Regions from separate parts of the Hordeum vulgare genome. Here region 1 is linked to region 2. A link is a contact called in public Hi-C data. All regions are on one chromosome and are shown on one strand. Each heading gives the region's core, a stretch centred on a gene start, on an enhancer-like site or on the middle of the called end of the contact. The rest is flanking DNA. Distances are from core to core; before and after follow the strand shown. Region 1 has its middle 18 kb from the start of LOC123449037. Region 2 has its middle 8.1 kb from the start of LOC123401693.

Region 1 (5,431 bases), core at 2,716-5,215, 390 kb before region 2:
TTTGAAGTTTCAATGAACGTTTTTTAAGATTGATTAACTTTTCTCTGAAAATCGATGAATCTATTCTAGAATAATTAAATACTATGAACTTTTTTGATATCAATTTACTTTTTTCAAAATTGATATTCGCCTTTTTTAAGTGGATGAATTTTAGTCAAAATTGATGAAATTTTTAACATTTATAAAAAAATTATCAGTTCAATGAACATATTAAAAATACATGAATTGTTTTGAATTTCTATGAATTTTCAAATTAATGAAGTTTTAGAAAACTTAATGAAATTTTTCCATTTTGGATGAACTTTTTTTTCAAATTGATGAACTTTTTTCAAATGGATCAACCTTTTTCTTTAAATCTGTTCACAAATTTGGATTTTCTATTTTTATTTTCATAACAATTAGAAAATCTGGACATTTTATCTGCTGGACCAACATAAAAAACGGATCCAAAAAACTAATTGGGCAGCACGATAGTGAACGGCCATGCCAGCAACGCTGCAGGCGCCGGATCGTTAATGGACCGAAATCACTAGTTAGCGAATACACCTTCCAACGATTACTCCCATCTTTACATGGCGCGACAAGTGGTGCACTGCATGCGTGCCACTTTTCACAACCTGGAAGTTTTTTCCCTTTATTCGTAGATCCGCATTTTCAAAACGTTTTATCTCCTAAATCGTGCATTTAAATCTCCAACCTTTTTCACCGTTGGCTTCTCGCGCCGAGATCTTAAAAACTGGATTCCATATTGATAGGTTTGACGAACTTTTTTTATGAAAAAAACGGAAGAAAAAACCTGACAAAATAACCATGCCTCACGCGATAGAAAAAAAAAGAAAAACACGTTTTTTCCTTTTCCGAGAGGCACGTGTCGTGCCTCTCGCGAATGGAAAATCGTGCCTCTCACGGAATCAAAACCGTGCCTCTCGTGAAAAAAGAGAGCAGAAAACGCGTTTTTTCCCTTTTCAGGAGAGGCACGTGCGTGCCTTTCACAAAGGCAAAACTGTATCTTTTGCGGAAACAAAACCGTGCCTCTCGCAAAAAACGTATTTTTCCCTTTCGAAATAGGCACGGGCGTGCCTCTCGCGAAGGCAAAATCGTGCCTTTGCGAAAGCAAGACCATGACTCTCGTAAAAAAGCAAAAAACACATTTTTTTTCTTTACCGAAAAGCACGGGAGTACCTCTCGCGAAGGCAAAACCGTGCCTTTCGTGAAAGCAAATCCGTGCCTCTCGCAAAAAAATAAAAACACATTTTTTCCTTTCCAAGAGGCACAGTCGTGCCTGTCGCGAAGGCAAAAACATACCTCTTGATGAAGTAAATATGTGCCTCTTGCTGAAGCAAAACGTGTCTCTCATAAAAAAATATATAAAATGAGTTTTTCACTAAAAAAAAGAAAACGCGTTTTTTCAGGAATTTTTTATTTTTTTTCTTCAAAAATTACGAAAGACCGATGAAAAACCATAATATCAATTTTTTTAAGAAAATAACTCTCAAAAAAGGCAAAAACGCATGCAAAAATTTAAAAAACAAAAACTAAATAAAACACTCAGAGCGCGATACGTGACGGCGGTTAAAAACGCGCAAAGTGACGGCGTGCGGGAGTGATCGCTAGAAGGCTTCCAAGAAAGCGCTCGCCAGCTAGTTGCTCCCTTAACGGGCACCTGCAGCGCTGCACAGGGGCTCCCGGTGCAGAGCTCCTATTTGCCGCAAGCATTGAGCCTTTCCTGAAGACAGACACAAATAGGCCTGCCCATTATTCACACGAGCTTATTTTTCTATTTTTGGTTTTTAGTCGCTTTTTTCCAAAACAAAAGTGTTATATTTTTAAAGTTTGATATTTAAAACACTATTTAGAATAGTAAAACATATATTTTGTAAAAAACTCTATGTATTTTGTAAAAAGTTCAGCTTAAAATAAAAAAATCAGCAATGTAAAAGAAAACTGTTGATTTTGTATTAAAAAATGTTCGATGCATAGAACTAAAGTATTCACCATATATTAAAAATGATTTCTGTGTCCAATAGAAATATTCATCATATAATTAAAAAAATTCACTGTACAATATAAAACTTCACCGTGTAGTAAAAACTGTTCAATGTGTATTGAAGAACTGTTCAGTGTATATAACAAAAATATCATGGTATATCATAAGCAAGTTCAGTGTGTGTACGCAAAATGTCCACTGTACAGTAAGCATGATCATTTTACATTTCAAAAGTATTCATCGTATATTACAAAAACAATTCACTGAAATTGAAATGGTACCAAAAATGGAAAGCTGAAAAAAAACTGAAAAGGAAAAAGAATAAAAAAGTAAGAACCAAATCTGAAAAAAAGAGAATTTTAAAAGAAAACATGATAAAAACAACCATGAAGGACACTTGGGCCAGTACCTTCCCGCCTACCCTTCAGCAAAGTCTCAACTATGTGCCGCCTATCAGCAGCAAATAGGATATGCCTTCTGCGTGGCATAGGAGCTCCCGAGTGCCTACGGGGGAAAGCAACTAACCGAGGGGTACCTCTTATGGGATCCCTTTAGGATGTGTTTGGTTCGAAGGATATCCTTTTAGGAACATGAATAACCTTTTTTTTGGTGGCTGCTACCCGTTTGGTTCTGGGGCAAAGAAGGATAGAGACAACAAGATACCCTAAATATTCCTCAAAAACTGGGATGGGGAGACCCGCGAAAAACGAACGGGTGGTGGCAACCACCCCGCGCGCGCTTCGTTCTCTCCTCTGCTTCGTCTGGATCCCAAACCAGGCCGACGCGGCAGGAGGCCATGGAGGTCGGGGCGGCAGGAGGCCGGGGAAGCCGGCGCCACGGCAGGAGGCCGGGGCGGAGCGGCGGCAGGATCCCAGGCCGGCGCGGCTGGATCCTACCCTCCCAACCAAACAAAAAAAAGGGCTATCCCCAACCAGGTGGCTTTTGGAGCATTTTTTTCTGGATTTTTCAATTTTTCGGTTTTCGCATGGCCTTCCTGATATTTTGGAGCAATTTATTTTTGATTGTTTTTGCGTACGAAAAATGTGTTTTTTGGCTTCCACGGGCAGCACCGAATAGTTTTTCATGGAGGCATAGGTTTTCTTCCGCAGGAGATACGGTTATGCCTCTCTAAAAGAAAGAAAACACACACATTTTCTCCTTTTACGAGAGGCACAAGTTTGCTTCTTGTGGAGTTAAAGATTTTCTTTCGCGAGAGTTGTGCCTCTCGGAAAGGAAAGAAAATGCATTTTTTTCTTCCACAGGAAGCACAAATTTCATTCAGTGAGATACATGGTTGTACATCTCGAAAAGGGGAAAATGCATTTATTTGCTTCAACGAGAGGCACAACTTTGTGTCTTATGGAGGCACAGGTTTGCATTCGCGAGAGGCACAACATTTTTTTCATGAAAGGCTCACATTTGCTTCCCATGGAGGCACAGATTTGCTTCCGCGAAAAGAACACCCGTGCCACTAGAAAAGGGAAAATAAAGAGAGAAAACGTGTTTTTGGCCATGATTTTTTTCTATCAGTTTTCTCATGGCTTCTTTGTAAAAAAAAAGTTCTCAAAAACTATTAACATGTTATCTAATTTCAAAGATCTCGAGACGACGAATCCAATGGTGTAAACGGTTCGAAATTTAGACGCACGGTTTAAAAGATAAAATATTCTCAAAACTGAATATATAAAAAAAGAGAAAACTCCCAAGCTGACACTTGTTAGCCCCTGAGGAGGTGGAAGTTACTTTTACAAGGGGTACTCTTAACCTAGCAATTTCAGCCTATTGGGCACAACTTTTTATCAACTAGTGCAAGAGCTAACATGAAGTGGGCTAGCCCAACATCAGTACTTCATTAGAGCATTTACAATTGGATTTCCCATATACATCCTAAACGCCCGGGCCACCCTACCAGGCTCCCCATACCGGGCCCATATCTAGGGAGGATATGGTGACGCCCGAACTTGGGTGCCATGTTGGACTGGTCTATAGGGTCAACGTGGGCATACAGAGAGACCGTTGGTCCGACAGACTCCTCCTTCGGTCCGTGTCATGTGGTGCCGCTCTGGCATCCGCCCGAGGGATCAAGGCCGGCTATTTAAGCTGGATAGCGGCATGCCAATCCTACCCCGCCCCATTTCCTCCCCTTTCTCTCTCTATGGCCGCCAATTCCAATCCGTCTGTTGGTTGCTATGCCAAGTTGCGAGACTAGGACCTACGCCATGCTCACTCTAGAGCAGCGGCTGTAGCACCTGAAGGAGATTTGGCCCAGTCGTTCGTCTCGTTTTACTGCCGACCTGCCTCTAGATTCGTCGGAGCGAGAGGAGGAAGAGGAGCAACTGGGGAAGGAGGGGAGCTGCAACTAGAGGAGGAGGCAAAGCAACAACGGCAGGGTGGAGCAATCGCCAGAAGCGGAGGCTCAACCCATGGAGAAGGAGGAGGCAAAGAGGGCTCCGGGCTTCACCACGAATGGCAGAGTACGAGGTTGTAGAAGCGACGAAGATGGTGGAGCAATCCATCATCCTCGAGTCCATCCAGGACGACGCCTAAGTGGAGGCCAATCGACTCTTCATCCGACAACAGAGGTCGGAGATGGGCACCTCTTCACGTGTAGCTTGTCCCACGACGAGCCGGAGCTGCCACACACGCCCATCTACTCAGAGCTAGGAACGAAGATCTTGGACATCTCCGACGATGAGTAAATGGGATACGTATGTAGTATATAGGGTTAGATCTGCATTGGTTGTATGGATTTGAGGCTTTAAATTTGAAGTACATTGACGAACAGGATTTTTGTTATGAGCCGTCTGGTCACTACCCGCGAACGCCTCCGGGAACGTCCGGATGTTTGGGGGGGGGGGGGGGGGGGGTTTGATGCATCTGGTTGTAAATGCTCTTAGTTCTTCTATGTTTTATACCTGAACTAATTAAAATAATTATATTCCAAAATTTTATATTGATAAAAGTGTTCATTGCTCACTTAAGAAAATGTTAATGGAATGAAAACAGCTCGTGCAACTTCTAAAAACGACAGCATTTGGAAAAAAAGTGTTTGTTGAAATTGAAAAAATAAAGCATTGAAAAATATGTTATAAATTTGTTAGAATAAATGTTCATGTAAATTTAAAATCTGCTTGTGCCATTCAGACAAATATATTTATGACATAAAAAATTAAAATAATTCATAAAATGCCCAGACTTTTTTCAAAATATTTGTAAATACTCATAATGTACGTTACATTTTGAAAAAAAGTTCAAATCATCTATTTGACAAACGTTCAACGTGTATCGAAACAATGTTTCACATCTATACCCAAAATGTACAAGGTGAATTCAAAAAATATACATTTATTGGAAAAAATAAAAAAAACCAAAGAAACCAGTATAGAAACAAACAGACAAAAGTATTTGAAAACTGAAGAAACAAACTGATACCTAGCCTGGGGT
Region 2 (6,077 bases), core at 3,341-5,840:
CAAACAATTTGATGTTTTGAAACATGAGAACTTTAATTAAAAAAGTATGTATGTGAATTTTGTACTAAAGATTACCTTCATTGTAAGATATCAAAGTGATAGATAAAAACATTGTTAAGTAGAGACATCCGAGCCTTTGCACAAAACCTAAAACAATGACAACACTATAGTTCTGCTTTTGTTTGAACTCACTATAGTTATGCATTCCACGAAAACATAACTTCTCAGTAGAAAAAAAACAGTTGACTACAATCTAATTTTCTAATGAAAAGGGTGTGTTACAAATCATGAGGCTCACTTTTGACTAAATCATGCTTCTCACCAGATCAAACCTATATGAGACAATCTTGACCGGATTTGTGCATAAAGAGATTAAAGAATAGTTTTTTCACGTCAACATATTATACCAAATTTGGTTTTATCAATTTAGAGATACATATAGACTATAAAGTATAACCGTATAACAAACTTGAAGGTGGAGAGTTGTTGCTCGATCATGTAAATTCAAAAATCCATCTCTTTACTTCTTTAACCTTTTTTCCTTAAGATTTCCAAAACAATCGAAGTGATTACGCTATAGAGACGAACAATGAATGAAAGATTTGCTATGGTACAACTGCAGTTATAAGCTGGCCAAAGAAAGATAACGTGAGTTCTTCTTGATTACAAATGAAGTGGAACACTCTACTGATAACTAATTCCAAATTTAAGCAACCTGGGGGTGTAGTGTAGTGTAGTTTGCAAGAAGTTGAATGCCTGCTTGACAATGTAGCATGTGAATAACAGAGGTCACTGCATCTTCCATATGTGACCTGCATATACGAAACAAAATAAATAAGAGAAAGGAATGTGAACAAAAAATATGATTGAGGAATATGAAAAAAAATCTTGGGGTCTTTCTCTTTGAGATTTCATTATGTTGGATTGAATATTTTGGGTTTGAGAACACTTAATGTATGTCTTGCATGTAGATACTCGTGGTGACAATGGAGTATTCTATTGATTCACCTCACATATGTTATGGCATCAACTTGCAGATTCCCATGACATTGGGGGAACTATGCACATGAGTTGATGCATGTTTATCTACTACTTTCTCCGATAGAAATCTTGGAATACTCTTTGAAGTTCTTTGTGTTGGATTTAATATGATGAATCTAAAATTGTTTTATGCATGTCTAATAATCAACTCACGGATACTTATGATGACATTGGAGTATCTAGGTGGCATTAGAGTTGGTTGATGCGTATCGTATGTGTTATTTTAGTACAAAATCTAGGGTTGTTTGTGACATTTATAGGGATGGCTCAATAGATTGATCGGAAAGGATAACTTTGAGATGGTTTTACTACCTACAAAATTTGAACTTATGTTATCCGCTATATAGATACTTTGGAGCGAGTCTTTGTCGCACGTGGAGGAATGGTTATATGATTCAATTATGTTAGCATTGTTGAGAGATTGCACTAGTGAAAGTATGAACCCTAGGCCTTTTTTCGAAGCATTTATATACTGTTTTGCTTGCTATTTTTCACTTGCTACCTTGCTGTTTTTATATTTTTAGATTACAAAACATATATCTACTATCGATACTACACTTGTATCACCATCTCTTTGTCGAACTAGTGCACCTATACAATTTACCATTGTATTGGGTGTGCTGGGGACACAAGAGATTTCTTGTATTTGATTGCATGATTGTTTGAGAGAGACCATCTTTATCTTACACCTCCTACAAATTGATAAACCTTAGGTCATTCTCTTGAGGCAAATTTGTTGTTGTTCTACAAAACTCTGCACTTGAAGGTCCAACAATGTCTACAAGAATAAAGGTGTGTAGCAGACATCATTTTTAAAGCGGAAGACGGCACATCGTGATATCCTTGGAGGCATCGCTTTAGGAAAGACATATGTGCCCATTACGAGGGATCTCTCTACCCTCAAGGTCACTGGATGTCGGGGCAATGGCTCCGGGACAATGCGCCAAAACGGTGGTGTCGAGAAGTGATGCAGGGACGCCCCCATTATGTAGGGATGCTACTAGACATGGTTTGCGATCTATTTTGAGTTATGAAGGCAGCAAGGTCTTTGACTCGGTCTATGAGTTCCAGTGGGGACTGTGGACGATATGTCAGTGCGGCTGCCCCGAAAAATGGTGCAACCATCGTGGATTGCGGGCAGTCACTCTGTGCACCTGGGTTGCAGGTTGTTGGGTCGTGCGACGTTGTAGTTCGTGGGTGAACGGCGGTACGTCAGGGCAATGACCCCGGAAGATGGTGTTGACTGATTGTGTAGGGCGCAATGGAGTGATGGATATCGGGGCGGCGGCTCCAAGATTTGATAGTTTTGAGGGTTGTGACTTCGTGTCGCCTAGGTGATGAGGTTGCCATCGATGCTGGTCGTTGGCAATGCCAAATGACCCATTTGGCACACGACCCTGTGGAGTGCATGCCCTTCATTTCTGCAGGAGAGTCCTTTCGCTACTCTTCTCATAGTAGTCACATAATCTTCTTTCCGGCGGTGATGAAAGGCCGGCTTGTTCGACGGAGCAGGGTCTTCGTTGCTTATGTATATGTGGTGGGTGTTTCTTGTGTTGTTCGACATGTTGCCGACGAGAGTGGTTTGACACTGTGTGCTTTGGTGTTCAAGGGTGGGCTTGACCCTTGATGCATCGGTATTTCCCTCATTTCCCCTAATTAATAGGACAACTCTTTTCTGCTTAGTTAATGGACAAGGCAGATATTTTGCTTCCATTTTAAAAAAAGTTATTCAGACACTTCTCCCTACTGATTTGAACACATGCTCTTGTTATATAAAGGGCTCCCGTCTCGAGTGGACTCTACCAATTCTTCACAAGTCCGCAAAAATGCATACCAAAAGTGAACAAATAAAAGAAAGGTTGTGACCCCAAACGACGACCTTTATGGGCCCATGTGAAAAGAAATGCAGAAACATGCCGACACGAAACAAACGGGACAAGAGAACACGCGACAAAAAAGAATGAGCTAACACGGGGGAGCATGATCGAGTTTCTGCAAATATGAAAGCAAACAAATTAGATGGTTATAGACTTAGGTGAGACATCAGTAAATCTCATCTAGACGAGATTTAGCAAATATGAATGAAAATGTGTAGTTACGGTCTACCCTAGCTACATAGCCGAACCAAAATAGATAGAAACATGGAATAAAAATACACATGGCCCTTCAAGAAAAAGCTACAGCCCACAAAAACTAAACCCAATACGCAAAACTTAAAAAGGTCAAGTCAAAATAGCCATATGAGGCCTCACTGCTTCACTAGGGACGAATAGAAAACACTACACACCAACAACGAGCAAGCCTGAGAAGCATATATATCTAACGCTATATGAGTTAGATGAGACATTGTTACCTCTCATCTAGATGAGAATTGCAAAATCAAATCGTAATGGACCCTCATATCGCGCTGCGTAAACAGCCCAACAAAATATGCAAGTGTGAATAGCCGACAAGTGAACCGGCGATTAGATTTGCACGAAATTTAAACCAGATAGATGACAAATTGAAAAACAAAATCAAGCATTCAAAAAAAGGTTGAATGTCTATAGATTTTTTAAAATCATATATCAAAAAAATTAAGATTTTTCTGATCATGTATATAAAAATATTAATCAAGCATCTTAAAAATAAGGTAGAACAAATATTTCAAAAATGTTATTCAAGCATTTGGGAAATATTCAATGTGTATACAAAAAAGGACCATGTATTAAAACAAATATCATATATATATATAAATCTTAACAAATCATTTGAAAAATGGCGAACAACTATTAAAAAATATTAATCAAGCATTTGGAAAATTTTAAATATGTACAAGAAATGTGGAAGATGTATTCAAAATTTGATGTTTTTTACCATTGTTTGAAACAATTATGCCAACTGTTTGGAAAATGTTAAATGTGTACAGAAAAAACAATGACCATGTATTCAGCAAATGGTAATTCTTTTCTTTGAAAACTGTTAATCAAGCTTTTTTACATTTATAGAGAAAATGATGACAATGTATTCAAATATATTTAATATTGTATTTAAAAAATGTTAATCAACTGTTTAATTTTATTTAAAATATTTATAGGAAAAAACATTTACCATGTATTACATTTTTTTATTTGTAGCAAACATATATGTTAGATGTTTATTAAAAAAACTAAGTTGGCATATAGAAAAATGTAGAATAATGACCAAAAGAATAAAGAAATCAGAAAAAATGTTACAAAATAAACAAAAAGAAATACCAAAAATAAAAAAGTGAAAACAAGGATAAAAAACAGAGATGTAAAAAGAGAAGAAACAAAAGGAAATGAAAAAACAAAGAAAGCAAAGAAAACCGGCTCGAATCACTTTAAGTAGGACGCCTCCCTCATACTTATAGTGAGTGGGACCTAGGCAGAATGGCTAGCAGCGTCTGCGTTTTCGCGGGAGACCAAGGACTTCTCCCAGTTTGTCTGCTATTTTTATATGGTCTGCACGCATTAATGGCCGGGTCAATACAAGCCAGGGATGAAAAACCTTCTGCAAGATCTACTACTTTCTCGCTTGTTACGAGACATAGAGGTTGCGGACGCAGCATGCTCCCCTCGCTCTCCCAGCGTGCTCTTTTGGGCCGGCCCATGCGCGCCAAGTATTACTTTTTTTATTTCGCTCCTTAAGCTTTTTTATTTTTATTTTTATATATAGCTTGGGATTTTGAAAACTTCCAAATTCGACATAAATACAAATTTCGAAAAAATGTTCGAGAAATCATAACAGGATCGTGAATGAAATAAATGTTCAAAAGATTTAAAAAATGTTCTGTAAACCGTAAAATGTTTCCAGAATAAAACAATGTTCGTAATTTTGAAAAACTATTTTATCGTCAAATTATGTTCATGATTTTAAAACATTCATGTATTAACGTTGTTCATGAATTTTTAAAAACTTTTCAAAAACACAAAATGTTGGTGAAATTCAAAAAATGTTCCAAATTACGAAATAACCTTCATCGATTCAACAATTGTTCATTGATTCAAAACATGTTCATGAATTCGAAAAATGTTCTATCATTTCCCAAAAGATGTGTGTAAAATCAAAATAATTTATTCTTTTAATTCCAAAACTTGTTCATGAATTAAAAAAATCAAATTTCAGAAAATGATTGTCGATTCAAAAAATGTTCATGTGTTTCATAAAATGTTCGTAGGTTCAAACAAATGTTCAATTATTTTGGTCAATTCAAAAAATGATTAGTCTATGAAGAAAGTTCCCCCAACTTGAATATGTTCATGGTTTTTAAATATGTACATGAATTTGTATATTGTTCATATTTTTGAAAATTTTCTGAAATTTGAAAATGGTTCGTAAAATGAGGAAGAAAAATGAAAAAGAAAGAAAAGAAAGATAAATGAAAAAATGGAAAATAAAGGAAAAACCAAAAAGAAACATTAAAGAAAAGGAAAAACCAGTAGAACAAAACAAAATATAAAGAAAAGGGGGGGGGGTATAAACCCCAAATGGGCCGGCCCATACACTGGATCGGCGGGTGCGCGCTAGGTCGCTAGCGCGAACTGTTGTATTTCGTATTGGTTGTGAGATACCCCTTTAAGAGAGGGAGGGAGGGAGGGGGGGGGGGGAGAGAGAGAGAGAGGGAGTGGGAGGGAGGGAGAAAGAGAAACGCAAATGAGCCACAGAAAAATGCATCGCGCGACGCGTGCAACAACCCACAGGCAAGATCAAGGTTGGCACGAAAATTACCGCACGAACAGATCGAACAATGCAGAACTTAGATGTGACATCCTTAAAACCATATAAATGTGATTTAACAATTCCGATAAGAAAAAACAGACAGTAATTAAAAACCCCGTCTATGTGGTAGGTGTGACGACCTCGATTTGATCATACGCTAATCATACATGTAAATGCGTACGACCAAGCTCAAGGACTCATAGGTAGATATCACAACACAACTCTAGACACAAATAAAAACATATAAGCTTCATATTACAAGCCAGGGGCCTCTTCGAGGGCTAGAATACAGAAGCTCGATAAATACACAAGTC

The links. Hi-C and Micro-C count contacts between places; a contact is called where the count stands out from the background.
Region 1: a Hi-C map of leaf shows a contact between it and region 2, with 3 times the contacts expected there. The contact joins two enhancer-like sites. A contact is called at or near these places in 2 of 6 Hi-C or Micro-C datasets (leaf and seedling).

Annotation. Positions count from the first base shown.
Region 1 is chr1H:491,780,780-491,786,210 of MorexV3_pseudomolecules_assembly, reverse strand. No RefSeq gene overlaps it. Among protein-coding and RNA genes, the nearest start is that of LOC123449037, 18 kb to the right of the region's middle. Within about 2 kb of position 3,965, at least 3 of the 3 cell types and tissues checked have open chromatin away from gene starts, as enhancers often do. A contact at or near this core is called in leaf, where this site is marked.
Region 2 is chr1H:491,387,459-491,393,535 of MorexV3_pseudomolecules_assembly, reverse strand. No RefSeq gene overlaps it. Among protein-coding and RNA genes, the nearest start is that of LOC123401693, 8.1 kb to the right of the region's middle. Within about 2 kb of position 4,590, at least 2 of the 3 cell types and tissues checked have open chromatin away from gene starts, as enhancers often do. A contact at or near this core is called in leaf, where this site is marked.